Regions from separate parts of the Anser cygnoides genome. Here region 2 is linked to region 1. A link is a contact called in public Hi-C data. All regions are on one chromosome and are shown on one strand. Each heading gives the region's core, a stretch centred on a gene start, on an enhancer-like site or on the middle of the called end of the contact. The rest is flanking DNA. Distances are from core to core; before and after follow the strand shown. Region 1 overlaps RFC1 (replication factor C subunit 1). Region 2 holds the start of KLB (klotho beta).

Region 1 (4,990 bases), core at 1,054-3,553:
AGCTTTAAGGGCATTCTTACAGTATGGAATCCCCAGCTGACTCTCATGAACAGTTGAACACAGCATAACCCTAAGTTCACAAAAACAAATTCCTAAATTCAGATTTAGTAACAGACATCCTGCTGTTAACTTCACTCATCCTACAGAGACATTTGAATTTGAATAAGTCTGGGAAAGGTATCTTTGTTAGATATATTAAAAAAAATCACAATCAAGGAAACTTGTCAAAGTAAGGAATTTCATTCTTATATCTACTCTAAGCCTACCCTTTTTTAGTTTAAGGCCATTACTCCTTGTCCTATCCTTACACTCCCTGATGAAGAGTCCTTCCAGAGCTTTCCTGTAGGCCCCCTTTTGGTACTGGAAGGCAGCTGTAAGGGCTCCCCGGAGCTTTGTCTTCTCCAGGCTGAACCACCCCAACTCCCCCAGCCTGTCCTCATAGGAGAGGTGCTCCAGCCCTCTGCTCACCTTCATGGCCCTCCCCAGGCCACCTGCAAACCTGTTCTGACCAGGTGGAGCTAGGCTGGGAGCAGAACCCGGTAATTTTGGAGATAGCCACCTGCACACATCCAGCTACAGAATCAACACAAAACAAATACTCTTGGGAACAACTATTAATGTGGACTTACCTTACAAACTAAAGCAGCTGTAGTAGTTTTACCAACTCCAGGTGGACCAGAAAGTAATGCTGCTTTAGAACTAATACCATCATCTTTGCCTCCAAGTTTGCTGGCCTTTGCTATAAAAGAAGATTCCAGGTTTTATCTACATATATATTACCAAATAATCTGCACACATCATGTAAATCTTTAGGGACATCAACTATTACTGAGTTCTACATTTAAGGATTGATACGAGTATCAAAAAAATACATGCACACCTGCATCCTAAGCATATGGGGAAAAGCAGTTTAAGTCATATTAGGTAACACTTGCAGAGATTCTAAACTGAAAAATGTTACTGGAACACAACTATTTCGGCAATTTTCTCACACCCACATCATAACAAAGAACAAAAAAAATACACCACAAAAAAAAAAACACTACCTATTATGGTTGCAGTGAAGCTTGTATGCTATTTTATCACAAAAAACTGTCCACAGGATTATGCACTATGCATGACACTGGCTACATGACAAAGAACAAGGGCCTTAACAATTCATCTCTTCCCCACATGTGATGACAGCCCTCTAGACATACTGCTATCCCGCTTTTTCCCCATGTGTACACGGGTCAGCACTGGCTAGCACTTCTCATAGTGAAAAATAATGCAACAGACTGAATGTGAGGGCATTTTATGTGTGTGTGTATTTTATATTTATACACACACATATAATGCATGTATGTATGTACATGTACGCACGCTGCCAGCTTATTTTAGTCTATTTTGGAAATAGTCACATTTAAGAAAATATCACACAATTCTAAAAAAACATATCTTCAGACAGTTGGCTGTTCTGTTTTTGGGGGAAAGCGGAGGGGATAAGTGAGCAACTGCTTCAACAAAACCCTCGGACTCAACTGCTGCTAAAAAATGCATTTGACTTCAGACTCATTCCTGATTTCTGGAGTTGTTCCCCTCTCCCAGAGGACCTATGTCAACACACAGAACCAAGCAACGTGACTGGCATGGAAGAGCACAGAGAAGTTAACCGCGCTGGTCACCTTGTCCGTCTTCCGAGGTATTCTTGTGCCAGTTTCGGAGCCATCGCAGAAGTTTATTGGCACAGCTCTGCTCACCCTGCTGTCCAATGATTGCCTTGAGAGACGTAGGCTTGTATTTATCCACCCATAGCAATCTCTCTGTTCCATTTTCATTAATCTCAGAGACCAAGGTCCCCTTAGGTTCTGGGACTTCTTTCTTCTCCGCTGTTTGCTGTTTAAAGTCTGCAAGCTTTCGAGCGGCAGCAGTTTCTTTCTTAACAGATTTGAAGGTACCTCCCTTCTCAGGAGTAGAATTTCTTTTTTTAATATCAGCTTCCCTTTTGAGGGGGCTAAAATTCTTTTTGCCAGTTTCAGTTTTCTGTGGTGTCTTTTTATGTCTCGACTCTGTTTTCTTTGCCTTAGGAAAACAAAAGATAAGAAAATTAAAGAAAAATTTCCAGAAATAAATACGTTAATCAAACATGCTATGTTTGCACATACGCACAAGAGTGCTTAAAAAAGTAACAAATCTTCTGTATTGATTTTAAAAAACTTCCAAGAGGAGATCAAAGAGTGTTCTTTGAAAAATAAACCACTGTTAAACACGATGTCACCTGGTTCTGTAGCACAGCCCACAGAAGAGGCAGGAAACATTCTGGGCATTCCAAGAACAGTAAAAGTTCCAGCAGTCTCCTTACTCACCAAGCCTGACAGGTCATTAAACAAAATAATCCAAAACTGATGACTGACAAGGTGTAAAGAACAGGCCATCAGACACACATGAAGTGGAAGTGCAGCTCTCAAAGCAACACTTCCAAGCTTGAACACACACACACACAAAAAAAAAACACGCCTGGAGCAGGATGAAGGGAGCAGGAATGGGGAACAACCTGCATTCCATAAATGAAGTGCTCTTCAAGCACACACTGGCTAAAGAGAAACACAGTTGTCATTTAAAAATAAGCTGAAAGTATTCAACCCAAAGCAATTCAAAAGGGAACTAAAGTAATTAGCTAGTACAGGCTTAGAGTTGCTTTTCCTGAAGGTACTAACAGTATCTACACACAATTCACAGCCGCATCGGAAACAACAAAGCAGTATGTATACTGAACATCAAGCATGCTAGAGCTAACTGAATTTTTAATAACATTTTATCAGCCACTACAGGCTAGATTTAATTGTGCATAAAAACCTTATTACTGTTTTTTACAGTAAGTACCACAAAGATTAAATCCATTATCTATATACATGGTTTACAAGTAGCTGTCCCATGTTTACAGTAGAATTTTTTAATTGGCCTTTCCAGGTACCATATATCATCAAAGAATAAACAAAGGCTCAGGGTTTAAAACTGAAGTCATCTAAGAAGACATGATTACTCCCTCAGTCAGATACCTAAAAATACAAAATGTCTGATTAGAATAAACCTTACCTCTCTAAAGCAGAATCCTTAAAGCACAAGCAATTTTTTTTTCCTTTTCAATACTTCTAACCTAGTAGGTCAAATCATAGGATTGCTGTCCACGGAACAAGAGATCAAAGCTCCCTGCAATCTGGGGAACCACACACGACACACAACTACGTTTGTAACAAGTGAACAAACCTCCGATTCAGCTGCCAGCTCATATTTGGACTTTTTGCCTGGCATAGTTCGAACAAGATCAAATAGGCCATCCTCATCAATAATTTTTGTCCCTAAAGCCGATGCCTGGGAAAATAAGAATTAGAAGGTTAATGAGATTTACATAATTCACTTCAAAATCCTTTCCAGTAAAGGTTATGTTTAGGAACACAAAATAAGAGCAACAAAAAGCTGTTTTTGTTGTGTTGTTGTTAATGTGTGTATGCATATATAGAATCGTAGAAAATCCCAACTTGGAAGGGACCCACAAGGATCACTGAGTCCAACTCCTGGGTCCCCTCAGAACCACCCAAAAAATCAGATCCTGTGTCTGATAGCACTGCCCAAACACTTCTTTAACTCTAACAGGCTCAGTGCTGTGACCACTGCCCTGGGGAGCCTGTCCCAGTGCCCGACCACCCTCTCTGTGAAGAACTTTTTCCTGATTCCCAGCCTGAACCTCCCCATCACAGTTTCATATTTATATTTATGACATAAATAAAATAAAATGAAGCCCTAAACCATACTAGGTAATTTTTCCTTTTTAACATAAATTTTATTCATAGCACTCCATTTCAGAGGAGATTACTGTATTGATTTCCAGTAATATACAAAAATTCACATTTTCACTTCTGCCTAGCTCAGGCACAACACTACTCACCTTTTCACATTTAGATTGGCCACAGTCTCGTCCCATAACCAGGTAGTTCGTCTTCTTGCTGACATTCCCAGTTACTTTTCCTCCGTAACGTTCAATCAGAGATTTGGCCTCATCTCTTTCAATAGACTCCAGAACTCCTGTAATTACGAACGTCAGGCCTTCCAAGCAGTTTTCAGCTCCCTGAGAACCGTAACATTGTAGAAAACGCCATTAACTGATGCAATGCTACAGATACCCCTTTCACCACAAACCTTTTTAAACTTCTACCATGTCAAGTGCTCAAGGAAACTTTAAAAATGAACCTAACCTGCCTGAATATAGATAGCAGCTGTAGAAGTTCAAAAACTATTAAAAGGAGTAGCTGCCAACAAAGTATCACAGAGTTTACCTATCCCTATCATACCTGTGACTAACATGCTGTGCTTGAAGCACAGCGTTAAAGGACTGACAGACCGACTGACTTCAGACTTTAAGACCAATAACTATTTTCCATCATAATGGCTTTATAAACCAGGTACTGAGTTTCATTTCTCAATATATTTCCTTTCATATAGTCACCGTTTTGCATTCCAGTTTAGCTTTTTTCCCCCAATATATACTTGGTATTTGAGAAAAAATATATATGCCAGTTTTTAAATAGTTTAGCTGATACTTGTTAGATCACTTTTATGAACTGGAGGGAAGTCTATGATGCACACCACTGCTACACACAGAAATTCTACTGTAGCCAAACTTACTTGGGGTATCTCTTTGGAACCCAGAGCTTTCGGACCCTCGCGATTAAGGAAGCTTCGGTAGGCTTGATAATTGTTTCGCTTCTTTTCAGAGTCCTCAGGACTTACAGACTTGGACAAAAGAAAAATAGATAAATACATGGTATATATAAAAATACATATATGGTACATTAAAAAAAGCAATGAAATAAACTCAAGGATCACAATTTAAGTCATTTTTACGCAGCAAAGAAAAAGGAAGTTTAAATGTTTTTAACTTATTGCCAAGGAATACAAAGCTCAGGTTTTTGGCTTGGGGGCTTTGTTTGTTTTAATTTAAAAACATTGTACC
Region 2 (4,990 bases), core at 1,677-4,176, 37 kb after region 1:
TTATGTGTCTTCAGAAAAGAGTTGATCCCATCTCAAACAGTTTCTGCTGTATAAGGCAAAGATAAGTTTTAGACTTGCATTGCAGCGTGAAGGACAGTTACATAAGTCATGCTTCTGGAGCACTTAACATTAGCAGATCTGAGCAGCTGATGCTATTGTAAACATCACACTTTTTCTAAGTGAACTTTGTGTTTAAGTCTTTTCTCTATCTTCATTTGAATATCTAGACAGAATGAGTGTCTTAACTCATGCTGACATTGTATACATTCAAACTTTGCAAGTAACGTGTTCAACATTTCTGCAGATCAAACCCCAGGTTTTCAAGATGAAACCCTGACCCAAGAAACATAATCTGTGGTCAAGTGAGAAGCTGGTTTCAGAATTTGAATCACTTAATCTTGGCAGAGGCAAGAATAGAAAAGGAAATTTGATAGATGTGAATTGAACTGTGTAATTATTAGGCCTCCTGACTACTGTAACAGCAATGGCAGGTGCCCTGGAGACCACAGCCTCTCCCAGCCGTGATTCATTCTGAAACCAGGGCCATTAAATGCACGGCTGGGGGCAGGAAGTCCCACTGTGCAGCATCTTACTGACATCCACAAACAGCATCAGGGCTAGAGCCTGCTCTGACTTTACCACTTGAGCTAGTGGAATAATTAATTCCTGCCTCTTCTCTTCCCCTCCCTCCGCAACCTCGCTTCTCAACAGTCCCTGATCACATCTCACTAGCCTGTGTTAATTGTTTTCTAAATTAACAGTCACATATTTCCTTTCCCCCTCTCTGCTCAGCTAGCTAATCACAGCCCCCTTCCAAATTCAAGTCACTACTTGATTCTCATCAGTTTAATTGCTTCCTCTTTAACTTTATGAAGTTACATTATAGACTGAACAGTTGAAGTGACAAAGCAGTAAGAAACTAGATTTGGAGTCTTGTAGTGAAAAACATTTCCAAACCTTGATTGGGGCATGCTCCAAGTCATATCAATAATAAGGAAAGAAATCCAGTTCGTGACTTTGTCCAGATTAAGCATCTGGGAGCACAAGTCTCTGCTGCACCTTTCACATCTCATGTATATGCACCCCGTTGCCTGCAATAAGATGCAGGTTGTGCAAACTCTGCTCTAGTTGCTGGGGAGAAGCCTGATGGTTTTACCTCACCAATAAAAAGCCACAGTGTTACAGAGCTTCTATGGGCGTTCTGAACTCAAACATCCAGTAATCGTGGTAACAAACTACCTTAGTGATATAGCAGCATCTACAAAGACTTGTGTTGCAGTTCTGTTTCACAACATACAATACAGTAGAGCCCAGCCAGTAGAGATCTGCAGTGCAGAAGATGTCGGTGGGAGCTTTCTTCAACATCTATGATGAAACTGTTTCTTGTACAGGCACTGCAGAGAAATGTTTACAAACACGCGTCAAGGTAGATGTTCTGTTGTTTATCTTAAAACAAATATAATATGTCTTCCATCTTCCATTGTCTTAATCAGCTTAATTGTTAAACTCAAGGTATGTCTGAATGGCATTATGCAATGCTGGCCAAAGACACCCAGGCTGCTTGCAAACATGCTCGCAGAGGTAGCAGGAACAATAAAGCAGCAGTAGCCCAGCAGTCCATCTGGACTTTCATCTCCTACATGTCAGCAGGACTAATTCATCCAAACACGGTGCTATACTTATGTGGTAAGTGGTTCCCATGCTCAGGTTTCAGTGTATAACTGTCTTGCATGTAAAGATGCCTCGTATTGCTCTTGAGCAGCTGTGATCTAAGTGTGAATACATTTTATATTACTGTGCCTGAAGAAAAGCAAAAATAGCAGGCATCAGCCTTACTGTATTTAGTAAATTTACCATGTCTTGACGCATGTAGTTTTGCTGTAATTTGAAATATGTTAAAAGATGAGATTATAAAATATTGTCTAGCTGCTCTGTAAGATATTCACTGTACTGATAACCCAGCTGCATATACTGAGATTGTTAAATTAATCAATACCAAAATAGCATCTCTCAAGCCTAATTATCTTTGCTAATTATTTTTATTTAAAGAAATTAAGGGAAATTGCTTAAGGACTAGAACAGACCTTGTTAATTTTGTACTGCTGCTGTGCATAGAGCTGCACAGAGGACTTTTATAAGGGTGCATGTATTTGGAAGAAATATTGACCTGCTTTGTGTTTATACATAGTCAGTGGGATGTGCATATGTCTAAGTGTTGTAATCTTCATTAAGTTGCTATGCTGTGGGGAGAGACAAAATAGCACTCAGGGGTCTCCCCAGAAAAGGAGCAAGCTCGGTCTTTTCTCTGAGTGGATGATATGAGGAAATATTCACAAGATATTGGTAAATATGTGGAGATTTGTACCCAAAGAAAAAAATTCAGAGAGAAATTAATATGGTCCAGAGAGGGGAAAAATGGAGTTTGGTTTGTTTTTATTGAGTCTGTCTTGGTTCTAGTAATAAACTGTATCCTAATGTTGTACGTTAAATTTCACATAGGTAAAGTTAAACTCTGGGAAAAGACCCCAAACCCTTCTGGCATGCTCTTTTTATTTAACATGTGATTCATTAAAAATTGATAAATTGCCTTTTAAATGGAGGCTGTAGTCTGAATTCTATTTCTTCTCCTTGAAACAGCTGCACGAGGAACAAAGAATGGGATAGCTTCTGAGCACCCTTTGTCACCTATATGCTCTCATCGAGTGACCGAGCTTTTCGTATTGCTCAGGTAACATGTTTTCCTGCAGGAAGAACTCAGCCTAGGTGTCTCGGTGATCATACAGAGGCCACCTCCCTAAAAATTACGCTGTTCTCTGACCCACTCCAGGTCTCACAGTTCAGGCTAATCATTGACAGGGCTTTTACGATCGCAAGCTTTTAGTGAAGCTTTGATAAGACACTCCAGCAGTTAGTGGCAAATGAAGACAGTCTGCACAGCAGGGACTCCAGGGAATGAATGGATTTTTTTCAGCGGCAGTAAAGGAAATCTGACTTTTAACACTGGCGTTATAAAACGGCATAATGTGTGGCCGACGGCTGAAGAGATTTGTTGCTTTTTGGACATTAGTTTTCATAAGGATAGTCGCTGGGCTTGCCGGAGAGGGAAGATCTGTGTGGAAAAAGGACCCTAACTCCAGTCCCGTGAGTGAAACACAGATGTTTTTGTATGACACTTTCCCCAAAGAGTTTCTCTGGGGCATAGGGACAGGGGCGTTCCAGGTGGAAGGCAGCTGGAGGAAGGACGGGAAAGGATCCTCCATCTGGGACCGCTTCATCCACACGGAGTTCAGAGATGCTGACAGCACGGACGTTTCCAGTGACAGTTACAACTTGCTGGACAAAGATCTGTCAGCTCTGGATTTTTTGGGAGTTACCTTTTACCAGTTTTCAATTTCGTGGTCGAGGCTTTTTCCCACTGGGGTGGTAGCAGCTCCCAACGAAAAAGGACTCCAGTACTATAACACCCTTATTGACTCTCTAGTCTACAGAAATATTGACCCCGTGGTTACCCTGTACCACTGGGACCTGCCCTTGACACTGCAAGAACAATATGGGGGATGGAAAAATGAATCAGTAATTGATATATTCAACGACTATGCCACCTTTTGCTTCCAGACCTTTGGGGATCGTGTTAAGTATTGGATTACCATCCATAATCCTTACTTAGTTGCTTGGCATGGGTATGGCACAGGTATTCATGCTCCCGGAGAGAAAGGGAAAGTAACCACTGTCTACACTGTAGGACACAATCTGATCAAGGTACAGTATAGTAAGGTTTTATAAACTGATCTTGCACTGTCATAGGAAATAATGGGATGAATCAATCGTGTAATCAATGTTAAAAAAATAATCAAAGAATGTGAAAACATCAAGAAATAACCCTTAGCTAAGGCAGTTGTTTTTTTTCAAAATCTCAAATTGATTTCAATGTTGTAGTCACAACAGCTGACTCAGTAATTATTTGTTTTAAGGTGCTTGTTTATTGATTTATTTAAATTTCTTTTTGCCTACAACATCTGTCTATTAAAGACCATAGTTTTCCCTCTTTTTTCTTTTCATTTAGTTACACTGAAATGACTGTTCAGTCATTCAGCTACGCTAAAATGACCGTTCCATTAGTTTATACAGAGATTTAGTTCTATTTGCCTATTGGATCAGTTTTACTATCAGTAGAAGATGTGTATATATGATTACTTCTGGCTTAGTAAGATCATACTGCAAAATGTTTATCACTGAATTAGCGAGGTCATCAGTTCTTGGTTTGAGAAGAAAACAAATGTCCCCTTCAGTATTTAAGAGTTTCAAAATTACATTATTTCTGTAGCATTTTCAGCATTTTAATTTTTATGTTGGTGCTATTTTATGTATTGGCTATCTTCTACAGAATTACACAACTGAAAGGCTTGATCCCATGATCAATAGCTTCAGCAGCTGCAGTACTGGGTCCTAAGTTCATGGTATTTTTTTTTTGGAAAGGACAAAAAGAAAAGTCTGAAGTGGGTTGTATCTTTAAGGAAAAATGCGGAGACATTCATGCTGGTGCTTTACAGAGTTTACAGCATCTCTAATAGATTATGAATTTCATTCTACAGAGTAGCTTGTCTGTATGCATAAGAATATATATTCTTATTTTCTCATGCTATTATTTAAAACAATTTCCAATAACAGCAGTTTAAGATAATTAACAATATAAATATAGCTTTTTTTATCTGTAGTGCTCAAAGTACTATAAAGAGCAAGTCATGGTCCTGTCTGTTTGATAGAGAAGCTAGTATAATGCCCCCTGCTCAAACAATTCCTAGCTGTCACAAAGAGAATTTTTGTACTACATACCCTGCATTACAAATATAATTAAGAAATAAATCTGAATATATTTGTCATACAGAAAGAAATATTTATGTTGGGAAATATTAACTACCAGAGCAGTTAAAACATTCTGCAACTTCTATTTCATGTATTAGTTTCCAGGCCTCGACTTGGAGAATAACCT

The links. A called contact is a pair of places that touch in the nucleus more often than the background predicts.
Region 2: a contact with region 1 is called in a Hi-C map of liver, with 12 times the contacts expected there. The contact joins the promoter of KLB here to the enhancer-like site in region 1. A contact is called at or near these places in 2 of 7 Hi-C or Micro-C datasets (both in liver).

Annotation. Positions count from the first base shown.
Region 1 is chr4:24,172,263-24,177,252 of Taihu_goose_T2T_genome, forward strand. RFC1 (replication factor C subunit 1) reads right to left here. Exons shown (of 24, transcript XM_048072864.2): 9 at 4,663-4,770; 10 at 3,926-4,105; 11 at 3,247-3,351; 12 at 1,665-2,061; 13 at 630-739. Among named protein-coding and RNA genes, the nearest start is that of RFC1, 31 kb to the right of the region's middle. Within about 2 kb of position 2,304, at least 1 of the 3 cell types and tissues checked has open chromatin away from gene starts, as enhancers often do. A contact at or near this core is called in liver, where this site is marked.
Region 2 is chr4:24,208,252-24,213,241 of Taihu_goose_T2T_genome, forward strand. It overlaps KLB (klotho beta), which reads left to right and starts at 2,927. Exons shown (of 5, transcript XM_048072865.2): 1 at 2,927-3,759. The coding sequence starts at 3,022.